Linked DNA regions of Mus musculus: all the other regions are linked to region 3. A link is a contact called in public Hi-C and HiChIP or PLAC-seq data. All regions are on one chromosome and are shown on one strand. The core of a region is the stretch at or near the end of the contact, and the rest is flanking DNA. Distances in the headings are between cores, read along the strand shown. Region 1 has its middle 2.8 kb from the start of Gm51462. Region 2 overlaps Mef2a (myocyte enhancer factor 2A). Region 3 overlaps Mef2a (myocyte enhancer factor 2A). Region 4 has its middle 11 kb from the start of Gm33926.

Region 1 (2,919 bases), core at 129-2,628, 69 kb before region 3:
TGGCCTGGGATGAGATATTCAGTTCCTGAGCAGCCTGCTGGGTGAGAGAAGGTGCTCTTTGCTGAAATTAACACAGTGTCCAAAACCATCCCGTCCTTTCTCATGATCTCAGGCACTCATGGGGCTAAAGCAGCTGCTGAAGTTACAGAGTTTAAAAAACAAGGTGGGGGTGGTCCAGGCTACGGAGTTCCCCCAAGCCCCTCGCAGGTGATATATCTCAGCCTAAGAGGATACCACAGGAGTGCTAGACAAGGATGATCACAATCTATGTTTTCCATTTAAATGCTTAAGGTGCAATAAAACAGAAAGCACCCATTACCATTGTGATTTCATGGCAATATACACACATCTGAGTTAAAGGCAGGTCATTTGGAAGGAAATTATACACATTTTTGGAAAGTAAACTTTAAGGTAAGTGAAAGCTAAACAAGGAACTATAGGGCTGGCTCTGTGGACAAAGTGCTTTGCCGGACAGGCATGGGGACTGAGTTTGAATCTTCAGGACCCATATAAAAGAAACCAGATGTGGCTGGGAACACCTGTAATCCCAGCACTGGGCAGCCAGAATCAAGGTGTTAGGGAGGGTTGGGGCAGGACTATGGTTGGAGACAGGTAGATCTCCACAGCTTACTGGTCAGTCTATCCAGCCAATCAGGGCGCAGCAAGTTCAGCAAGAGACTGTCAAAACAAAAACAAAAAAAAAAACAAAACAAACAAACAACAACAACAAAAACAAGGAGAGGCATGGTAGAGGAAGACACCTATATCAACCTATGGCCTCTACACACATCTACTAGCACCTGCATGCACGTGTGTGTGTGTGTGTGTATGTGTGTGTGTGTGTACGCGCCTGCACTCACACAAGTGGGACATGCTGTTATATTCTTGTCATCTCAGCATTTGGAAGGCTGAAGATAGGAGGATCTTGTGTTAGAAGCTAGCCTGGGCCATATAGTGTGTTCAAGGCCCACGTGAGCTATGTGAGATCCTGTCTCAATAAAACAAGACAGTACAACAACAACAACAACATGACATGTGACAAGAGCCATGATTAATGCATGAGAGATGGTGTCTCAGAGCCCAGCTCCGTGGTAAGAGAGAGGTTGGCAGCTCGCTGAGGAGTGTCACCTACAACCTTAGTAGAACTTTTGGGTCTCTGCCTCATTCCAGGGCTCCTCGGGTAGAACTGGCATTTTAATCTCGTTCTTAGGAGGTTGTCGGAACCTTTAGAATTTCAGAAAGTTGTCTAAGAAAACCCTGGGGCAGAATCCCCTGGCATGACTTAGATTGCCTAACAACATAAAGCACCTAGCTGAGTTCACACTGACAAAACCCGGTAACGTCTTGATGATCTGTGCCGGGTTTCCACTATGTCAGGGGCTAGGCCACCCCAGTGACCTTCCTTTTCCTGTGTAAAAGCATGACCTCATTTGGCCCTAGAGCAGAGCCCAGGAAGTCTTGCCTGTGTGTAGATGAAGGAGTGCAGGGCAGAAGCAGGCTTGGATGGCTTGGGATGGCTTCCCGGCAACTCATGGCTGAGCCTAAAGAGAATGTTGGAAGGACCTGCAGAGAGGCTGCCAGCTGCAGGGGCCAGAAGATAAGAGTGTTAATTTAGCTTGGCTGCCATCCAGTAAGCTGAGCAAAGCGAGGCCTACAAGCTCAGGGTAAAAATAAATAAATAAATAAATAAAAATAAGTTGGCAGCTGTTTCGGCTCCCTTTGTAACACTAGCTACACGGATCCCGCACATCTCCAGTGCCCGTTAGGCACTATGTCAGAAACCTGGAGTGGTTGTTCCCCTGTCCCTCAGCAAAACCCCGGCAGGTTCATGTTCTCACCTCCATTTCATGGGGAGGGTGAAGTGGCTCTGGCCATCGTGAGTTGCCTGTGGCCACTCAGTCCTCGGCTCACCCCCACCATTTTCTGCAGCCTTAAGCAGGAAGTGGAAATAGGCTGGCTGTTTTTAAAGCTCCATCAGGACCAAACCCTAGCAGATGCTGGGTTTAAAGACTGCTCCTGTATCCTAACACAGGGTTTCAGAAAGGAGAGCAGTGTCTTCCTCGCTCTCAGCTTGCAGACACTGTCTCCTCAACCCTCTCCACACTGGTGCAGACAAGAGTCACTGTTAGCCACGTGGCAGACTGAGAGACTAAGCAAGTTGCCAAAACACTCATCTTAAGACTTGTGCACCTGTGACAAATAGCCCACGTGGTTGCCCTTCTCTGAGCTGCCAGAAAAGATGTAATGGGGTCACACAATGCACCTGATACATGGCAGAGCCTCAGTACAGGAACTCTGACCTCTCTCTCCCTTTCTCCTCCTCCCCCCACCCCCTTCCTGTCTCTCTCTGAATGGGCCTGGACACTCCGCTCAGTTTCTTCCATGCGTCCCAGAGACACCTGAAGAGAGCAAGACAAACTGTCCAAATTGGAAAGGATTCTCCTGCTGACAAAGGAGTTGGAGAATTTTTCCCTTAAATGCTGTGTCTCAACATCTTTAATCCATCCACATTAAAAAAAAAAAGCAACTATTTTGCATCCTTGCTTAATATTATTTGAAATTTCTAATGGAATTAAATACTATGATTCAAAGCCAAACAAATTATGTATATTTAATATGCTTCATGAAACAGTAACTACCCTTTGAGATTCTGATGCCAACAAAGACAGCCTGTCTGCTCCCAGTTGAGTCTTAATAGATGAAGCAACTGTCCGACTATGGTGACTGTGTATGGACAGGAAGCCAGACCTCCACTTGTTTCATGTACCTGGGACCCCAAAATGCACTGGACCCTGTGAAAAACATACACTCTCAATGCTCTCCCTGCATTGATAAGTAAAGGTGGACTCATCAAAACCTTACCTGCCTTTTGGACAAAGTGATTGGCCAGGAGGTGGGCACATCCCACATATGGACCAA
Region 2 (2,795 bases), core at 108-2,607, 93 kb after region 3:
ATTTTATGTGACATAATAATGATAGTACCCCTAAAGTCATAAAATTTTTATTATAATAAATTGTTTTGGTGAGTTTTTTTTTTCCCCCCTGATTTGATACTTTTTGTTTCATCTGTCATTGAAAACTTAAACTGGCAGTTGTACATGCTATAATTTATATAGCTCTGTCATGGTGACCGTCTGTTTGTTTACGGTTTACTATAAACACTTCACTGCTGAGTATAAATGTGTTACTCCGCTTATATTATAGCTCAGATGTTTATATAACTTTTAGCCTATATTGTAATGTCAAGATTGGGAAAACAATTGATATATTCAGCGCCTTCACTTAAAAAGGATTGTGGGGCTAGCTAGGTGGGAATAGTGTGTTTGTGTGTATTGTGTGTATGTTTTGCATACATGTACTTTCTCCCCAGCCTCTACCTACTTTTCTTAAAAATGTGTTGAGAAAGAAAAATATATTGGACTAGAAATAGAAAAGTTCAAGAAAAATCTGGAATTGTTCATGTTGCATGAAAGTGAAGGTTGGGGATTGCCTGTGCCAGAGGAGTGGAAGCTAAAAAGACAAATGAGCCGCATAGTGGTAGATGGACAGTTCTATGAAGAGGACATGGGAGTGGCAGAGGGTGACATTGATAGAGAGATTTAAAACATTATTTTGAGATGACAGCATTTATCTGGAGAAAGTAGCCCCTGGAAGTTGAATTTGAACTAAAGTTTAAGGGAAATAAAGCAGAAATCTGTACTTGCATGCTTCAGTCATCGTATTGCAGGAGAACTGATGAGGCCTCTGGCAGAGGAGAAAGTTGTATCTTTAGTGCAGTCTACCCAGGACAGATGAAGAAAGATTGGATTTTGAAAGTAGGGCACAAATGTTTTTTATTCAATATTTCTGATATGATCCATATTGTCCATTATGTGTGAATTGTCATCAAACTAAGTGAATGTGTCATTGATTATTTCAAAATCATGATCTTTTTTTGTATCTTAGTAAGTTTTATATCTTCATATAAATGACATTTTATGATGTTTCTATGTATTCCTGCATATGTATTGAATAGTGTGTTGAGCATGTCAGTTTTGTTATTTGTCACTGTGTAACCCTGGCTGGCCTGAAGCTCACTATGTAGACCAGGCTGGCCTCAAACTCAAACTGCTCTGCCTGCCTCTGCCTCCCAAGTACTAAAATTAAAGGTGTGTGCTACCACTTCCAATTTGAATCTTGCTTGAGGTTTTTATAGAGTCTGCTGAAGTTTGTTTGACAGCTGGACTTCAAAAGTGGCTTCATAGTAAACCATTAATGAAATAGTCACCTACTGTTTAGTGCTAGAAGAGCAGTAGTCCTAAGGCCATGGAGAAACTTGCCATCCACTCAAATACATTGCTTCAAATGACAGGGTTCAGATTCTGAACTATGCGATGAACTGATGTAATGGAACAACATACCTTCTATCAATAGGACCGTAATTAAGATGAGGCCTGTTCAGTTTCTGGAGGCATAGGTATATGGTTTACTCAAGAGTGTTTTTGTTAGGATAAGCTACCATTCAACTTTTAACAATAATCATACTAACTTAAATTTATTCAATTAAAAAGACAAATCATCCTGTGCAGGGTCCCCATTATAGAACTTAAACAAGCCGAGAGGCACGCACCCATACAGTCTAAGAGAATAGCAAGCTTGCACTGGAGATTAGCTTCAGCCTGGCATGTTGCCAGACACTTACATCATCCTGTACTCACTATCTGCTGTGGTGCCCTGGTGGAACACTAAGATACTGTGCTTTTAACCCCACTTCCATTCTTGTAACTTGATTCTTGTAGTTTACTATGCTCTCATATAAAATGCATTATAGATTTCACATGGGAAAGATGCATTCATGCTTCTTAATGATATATGCATCTAAATTACATATTTGCATAATCTAATAATAATAATAATAATACTAAAATAGTGTGTGTGGGGGGGTGTTTTTTGTTTTAGATTTTAGCTTGGGTCCATGAATAGCCTTTCAAGTATTGGAGAATCAGAACACACATTCTTGCAATTATGTATTAACAGAAACCTCGTTAACCTTATTGCTCTGCAGTATAAAAGTCTATTAAGTTCTTCTAACTTTGAATATGTTACTTGTAAAATATTTTTTATCCTCCAGATAACAAAATCTGGATTAGCTCTTCATTGAGTTCTGTTCTGCTCCATAAGTGAATAATCTAGAGAGAAGAGTTGATGTTTTTCCCTCAACAACCACACTGCTCTTTGAAGCTTACAGGAGATGCAGGAAAAGAGATTGAACCCAGATGGAATACATTCTGCTTCAAGACATTGAAAGCAGAATACAGGAAATAGCCTCACAAAATTAACGAAAATAACAGTCCCCACAACAAAATAAAGTCACACACAAATAGAATTGCTATGTCACGTGTTAAAATGTTTGCAAATGTGAGACTTGGTTGAACTGTCAGGGACAGTGTAGTTAGTCATCTTCCAAGTGCACCTTCCGAGCAGATGCGGCCGTTCTTAGAGGCCACTGCCTTTCTGTGTTCAGGTGCCAGCTTATGAGAATCGTAGTTAGGAGGTTGCAGAGTTGATTCTGTCATAGTTGTTACACAAATATTTTTATAATAGTATTTTTGACTCTTAAAGTAATGTTTATAAGAAGATAATTATAGTAAGGCCTCTATTTTCTTTAAAACTTTATCTTCCCAAACTTTTAACCATCTTTCTAAGCATAGTAACGATTTAATTTTTCATTTTTATTATTTATTTTATGTGTGGGGGTGTTTTACCTGCA
Region 3 (2,811 bases), core at 274-2,773:
TTAGGGCTTCTGTCTTACTCTTGCAAGACTCACCTTTTAGCTTTAATCACTTTATTATATTCTTTGAGCATTTTCTGTATATGTTGTCATGGTTGGTGTGTAGAGAGGATATTTTACAGACTGGGTGTTGTTTTCCTTGCACTAATTGCAATGGTTAGAACACCCACAAAATGCTGACTAGAAAGACACATCACTGCTTTTTGGCTAATCTTAGAGAGGGAGGTCCATCTGTACCATCGAGGATGGCAAGTTGTATGTTTTCTGTAGGTGCTGAGATTTCCACTTCTCCCTTTAAGAGTGGGTGTTTTGTTAGCTTTCAATGCATTCATTAAAATTAAGTGAATGGATAGTTTTACTAGAATACTAATATAGTGAATTACATTTTTTTTGACTATTGAACCAATCTTGTTTTCTTGAGACGAACCTCAGTTGTAGTATGTCCCCTTTTCATATATTGATAACACACTAGTAATATTAGTGTATAGTTTCTTTTTTCTTGTGCCCCTTTGCTTCTTTTTTTTTTTTTTTTTTTTTTTTTGAGACAGGGTTTCTCTGTGTAGCCCTGGCTGTCCTGGAACTCACTCTGTAGACCAGGCTGGCCTCAAACTCAGAGATCCGCCTGCCTCTGCCTCCCGAGTGCTGGGATTAAAGGTGTGTGCCACCACGCCCGGCCCTTTGCTTCATTTTTATATGAGGGTTATTTAGGTTGGTCTTCAATAGATTACAGAGCCATTTCTAATTATTTCTTTTTCCTAAAAGAGATTGTATAATACTGACGTGAAACCTGTAGCCATACATTTCTTACAACCTACTTTTAATAAGGATCCAACCTCTCCTCTAGCCCACCACCAGCAGGGGGAGTGGGAGAGAAGAGTTACAGGACGTGGGGGAAGCGGACCTGCTCAAAAATAGTTCTTTGCGGCAAGTTTGATCTTCTTTCTTAGAAGTTCAGTCCCATAGCAAACATCAAATATGACTCAGCAGCTCCTTATACATTTATAGTCCTGTATATGTTTGTGTTTAATGTGCCAGGAGACATATGCACTTGAATATATTTTTTATGTAGTTGGATGTAGAGCACAGTTAATCCAAGTTGGATTATAGGACTAGTCATGGGTTAGATATCTTTCTGTCTATTAATTTTCTGTTGTAAAGGGATTTTGAATCTTGGAGTATAATTGTGATTTGTTTACTTTCTGTTTGGTTTTGTAGTGCTTGTTTCATGCATGTTGTAACTTGCTACATAAACATAATTATTTTGCATCTTTGAGAAGCCAACATTAAGTATTATGAATTGTCCTTTTATTCCTCATAATAGTCCATCTCCTGAAATCTCTTTCTCCAGTGGAAACCAGGTAGATGACCTAATTAAAATTATTTCTGATGCTCTATTCTACCCGGTGCAGACTCAGTCCTATTTAAGCCCTATTTAGATGCTTGCTGCAAGTTCTAGGTTCTGTGCTTTCTTGTGCATTCTCTCTGTCTCTCGGCTCACTGCCTCTTTTTTTCCCTCCTCCCCCCCTCCCCCCTTTGTGAAAGGGTTTTTCCATGACAGAGCCCAGGTGTCCTTTGAACTTTGTAGACCAGGCTGCCTGCCTGCCTCTGCCTACCCGGTGCTGAGATTAAGGGCATGCATCACCATGCCCAGCTGTGGTCTTTATTTCTGAATAACTGGCTATAAAGCACGGACTGCCAAAGCCTCATCACAGGTTTGATTGATTTGCTAGAGTAGCTCATAGAATTGGGGATACTTTCTCTTTGTTTACCTGTTGTATGTTGAATATTTTATATCAAGCATTTCAGATTTTAGATTTTTAAAGATTTCATGATACTTTCATGAATATAAGGAAATAAGATACCATTCTGAACATGGAAGTTAGTTCTGTTTGATACATACCTTATATACAATTTTATATAATATTTTGTGTATACCTATGCTATTAATTCAACTAGTAGGAAGACTAGGTATTAATTCAACTAATAAGAAGACTAGGTATGGAATTTTCTTCATATGGAGTCAGGCCAGTACTCTGATTTTGAATATTTGAATTGGATGCTAATCTGTGAAGGGTATACTAAAGAATAATGCAGAGAATACAATGAACTGCTAGAGAGAGGAGATGCAGAGACCAAGGTATATAGATAGGCATAGGAAGCTCTCTGCATATGCTATCCTCCAAACATCTAGTAGTTTGTCCTTTGAGTTTTTAGAAGATTTCATTACTTAGGTATGATTTATTACATCTTAGCTGTTGGTGACCAACTCATCCATTAGCCTTTTTCTACTTAGATATTGGTAAGATGGGTTGAAAAATCAAGTTGGAGTATATTTTATGATAATTTTAACCATGATTTGGTCCTATTAAGGATCCTCAAGTCACCAGTCATCTCATTTTAAAAAGATATCATTACCACTCTAGAGATTCCTCAAGATGTGAAACTTTAGGCTGAGAGCAAGGAACAAAGAACAGAGATCACATATTTCTTTCTTTCTTGGTGTATCACAGTGTCATTCCTATTCATGTCATTAGCCTATATTGTCTTGAACAGTTTGATTTTTTTCACTTTATGCAGCTAAGGCATTAACTGAAGTGTGGTTTTACATGGCAGTTGAGACCGCCCTGGATGCTCACCGTGGTTTCTCTCCCTTACTAGTTGCATGACTTTAAAAGTTGCTTCTTCATTATGTCCTTTCCTATTGAGGATACAGATAGGACACTAATGACTTTTGGCTATCAGTTAATATATGTCAAGTAATTAGTGTACTGATGTAGTGTAACAGTTACTATGTTGCAGTTGTTGTGTTGGGCC
Region 4 (2,886 bases), core at 336-2,835, 98 kb before region 3:
TTGATATATACAACCTGGATAAATACAGCCTGGGTAAATCTTCAGGGAACTGTGCTGAGATAAAAGCCAGCCCCAGATGTTATGTGCTGTGCTGTGCTGTGCTGTGCCACTCCATTTGCATGCCATTCATAAAGTGACATAATCATAGAAATAGCAGGCATCTTTGATATTTCCTGGGGTGAGGAATGGAGTGCAGAGAGTAGGAACTAAGATTGGGAGAGAACTAGTTATATTTTAAAAACACTAACAGGGTCTTATGGATCTCTCTTGACTGTTTCTATGCTGATGGCCTTGCTGTAAAACTTTGTATAGTTTTGGAAGATTTTTATCATTGGAGAATACTAAGCTAATGGGTATATGGTATTTCTCTACTTTTTCTTATAGCTGTTGGCAGATCTACAATGATCATAGAGAAAGCACACACACACACAGACACACACACAGACACACACACACACACACACACACACACACACACACACGTGTTGCGGCATGCATGTGGAGGTCAGAAGACAAGTTTCATGGCGCTGACACTATCCTTTTTTCTTTTCTTTTTCTTTTTTTTTTTTTAAGGCAGGGTTTCTCTGGTTTCTACCCGTGCATGCGCTGTGTTGGGCAGCCCTGGAGCTTCTGGCCAATGCTCCTGTCTCTGCCTCCCATCCAACCATAGGAGCACTGGAATTATAGCTGTATATTACTGCACCAGGATTTGTACATGGGTTCTGGGAATCAACCTTTAGTCATTAAGTTTGCATGTCAAGCCCTTTGACCCACTAAGTCATCTCCTTGGCCCAACACATTTTTATTACATTTATTGAGTGTGTGTGTTGGGGGGCGGGAATGCCTGCCACTGCATGCCACGTCAGTGGACAACTTACAGGAGTCAGTTCTCACCTTCTACTGTGTGAGTGCTGGGGCTGGAATTCAGGTCATCACACTTGATACCCAAAGTCTTAACTTGCTGAGCCATCTCACTGAACAATGTAAATGTTTGTTGTAGGAGCTAACTGACTTATAGGTCATTTGTTACCTTGCCAAGTCAAGCAATGGCTAGGAGCACCCACACAGGAACAGGCAAAGGGAATCAGCTGGGAGGACCCACAAGGCATAGGAGAGCACGTGTATGGGGTTCTTGCTATAGCAGTAGGTCAACCTTACATGTGCTTGCAAATTCATACAGAACCAGCTCTGCCCACACCAGGTCTACTGGAAAGAACTCAAAAAGACTCCTCAGGGGAAGGGGATTGGTTGGAAGGGATACTTTTAGTTTTAACTAGACAAACAAGCAACAACAAACCCACTTCATTTCAGAGATGAAGGGAAGGCTTGGCAGAGAAGGAAACAATGGCAGAATTCACAGAGCTGGGAAGAAATTCAGAGTCTGGTTCCAAACACCGGCCTTCTGACTCAGATCCAGAGCGGTAGCGCCAGGAAATAGGCCAGCGGAACCTCCTCCAGCTTGGACTTGGGTGGGAGGGGGCTGTAGATAAGAAACTCTCTGGAGAGGAAGAGGCTTGGGCAAAGAGGACCTATGAGGATGTAGAAAGCCGGAAATAGGCTTGGCTGGGATTTCCCCTAGCTTCTGGTGATGTCTACAGAGGGGCTGGAAGACCAAGACAGGAAGTGACATCTATTGTCTGAGGCTGTGCCCAGCACACCTGCCTCCCAGGGTCTGACCATCCAGGCTGGAGACCAACCATAGTCAAGTCACTAGGGTGTGGTGTGGTCCTGAAACTACAGCTCAGAGAGTCCTTGAGTCTAGGGAATCTTGGAAATCCTTGAGACAGAGGCCCCATGTGACTTGAAAAGGGATAGAAGAGAGTGCAGGATAGCACAGAAAGAGGCAGCTTCTTAAGAGAAAGGACAATGGCCTAGAAGCAGAGGACCCCCTATAGCCAGTTTGCTTAGCCCACGTGCTGCATAAAGCCAGGTCCTGATGATGCTCCACTGGGATCCACTGGGATCCACAGAGGAGTCTTGAATGAGAGCAGAAACCAACGCGTGCTTCTGGATGAGAGAAAGCAGAAGAGGTGAAGTTGGCTGTAGGGGTGGCCATTCCTACAACAGCAAATGCAGCAGACTGAAGAATGCAAAGGGAAGTTGAGAACCAGAGAAATATTTTACTAACTATATTTGAAGTAGATCTTTTAGCCAGAGCAAGGAGGACTAGGTATGGGCACCTGTTGACTTCTTGTCACTCACTCCACAACCTTGCTCTCTTCTCTGAGCCTAGGGACTAATTTCCTTTGGTGTCCTAGTTAGGGTTACTATATGGTGGTGAATATATGACCAAAAGCACCTTGAGGAGGAAAGGGGTTTATTTGATTTACACTTCCACATCACTGTGCAAACATCAAAAAAAGTTGGGAACTCAAGCAGGGCGGGAACTTGGAGGCAGGAGCTGATGCAGAGGCCATGGAGGGGTGCTGCTTATTGGCTTGCTCCCCATTGCTTGCTCAGCTTGCTTTCCTATAAGACCTACCACCACCAGCCCAGGGACGGTACCACCCATAATGGATTGGGCTCTCCCCAATCAACCACTAATGAAGGATATGCCCTATAGGCCTGCCTACAGCCTGATCTTATGGAGGCATTTCTCAATTGAGGTTCCCTCTTCTCAGATGATTGTAGCTCGTGTCAAGTTGCCATAAAACTAGCCAGCACAACCCATTCCTTATCAACTTGACACACAAATACATCACTGTTAAGCCACAACCTTTCTTCTCTTTTTCATCCCCCCACCCCGATCACACACTAATAAAGACATTACAATATACAGCATTTTGCTTAAATTTAAATTAAACTTAAAAAGTACCAGAGCTTAACAAACTCAAACACTTTAAAAGTGATCTCTTTAAAACTATCCAGTTTTTTAAAGCCCAAAGC

Evidence for each region. Hi-C and Micro-C count contacts between places; a contact is called where the count stands out from the background. HiChIP or PLAC-seq counts read pairs in DNA pulled down with a chosen protein or histone mark.
Region 1: a BATF HiChIP or PLAC-seq map of CD8 T cells shows a contact between it and region 3, with 6 read pairs. The contact joins two enhancer-like sites. A contact is called at or near these places in 3 of 484 Hi-C or Micro-C datasets (CD8 T cells and embryonic retina) and 3 of 115 datasets of contacts at active chromatin or transcription factors (CD8 T cells, double positive thymocytes and effector CD8 T cells).
Region 2: a contact with region 3 is called in a Hi-C map of liver, with 1.9 times the contacts expected there. The contact joins two enhancer-like sites. A contact is called at or near these places in 15 of 484 Hi-C or Micro-C datasets (the AML12 cell line, LSK cells, bone marrow-derived macrophages and 8 more), 5 of 115 datasets of contacts at active chromatin or transcription factors (the 230-238 cell line, CD8 T cells, embryonic stem cells and 1 more) and 3 of 9 other capture datasets (adipose tissue, liver and pancreatic islet).
Region 4: a contact with region 3 is called in a BATF HiChIP or PLAC-seq map of CD8 T cells, with 5 read pairs. The contact joins two enhancer-like sites. A contact is called at or near these places in 7 of 484 Hi-C or Micro-C datasets (the AtT-20 cell line, the C2C12 cell line, LSK cells and 4 more) and 3 of 115 datasets of contacts at active chromatin or transcription factors (CD8 T cells, microglia and neural progenitor cells).

Annotation. Positions count from the first base shown.
Region 1 is chr7:67,420,505-67,423,423 of GRCm38.p6, reverse strand. No RefSeq gene overlaps it. Among named protein-coding and RNA genes, the nearest start is that of Gm51462, 2.8 kb to the right of the region's middle. Within about 2 kb of position 1,378, at least 35 of the 459 cell types and tissues checked have an H3K27ac peak or open chromatin away from gene starts, as enhancers often do. A contact at or near this core is called in CD8 T cells, where this site is marked.
Region 2 is chr7:67,258,958-67,261,752 of GRCm38.p6, reverse strand. All of the region lies in intron 7 of Mef2a (myocyte enhancer factor 2A), which reads left to right. Among named protein-coding and RNA genes, the nearest start is that of Lysmd4, 38 kb to the right of the region's middle. Within about 2 kb of position 1,357, at least 42 of the 459 cell types and tissues checked have an H3K27ac peak or open chromatin away from gene starts, as enhancers often do. A contact at or near this core is called in liver, where this site is marked.
Region 3 is chr7:67,351,918-67,354,728 of GRCm38.p6, reverse strand. The region is part of intron 1 of Mef2a (myocyte enhancer factor 2A); the gene reads left to right. Among named protein-coding and RNA genes, the nearest start is that of Mef2a, 20 kb to the left of the region's middle. Within about 2 kb of position 1,523, at least 15 of the 459 cell types and tissues checked have an H3K27ac peak or open chromatin away from gene starts, as enhancers often do. A contact at or near this core is called in CD8 T cells and liver, where this site is marked.
Region 4 is chr7:67,450,265-67,453,150 of GRCm38.p6, reverse strand. No RefSeq gene overlaps it. Among named protein-coding and RNA genes, the nearest start is that of Gm33926, 11 kb to the right of the region's middle. Within about 2 kb of position 1,585, at least 69 of the 459 cell types and tissues checked have an H3K27ac peak or open chromatin away from gene starts, as enhancers often do. A contact at or near this core is called in CD8 T cells and liver, where this site is marked.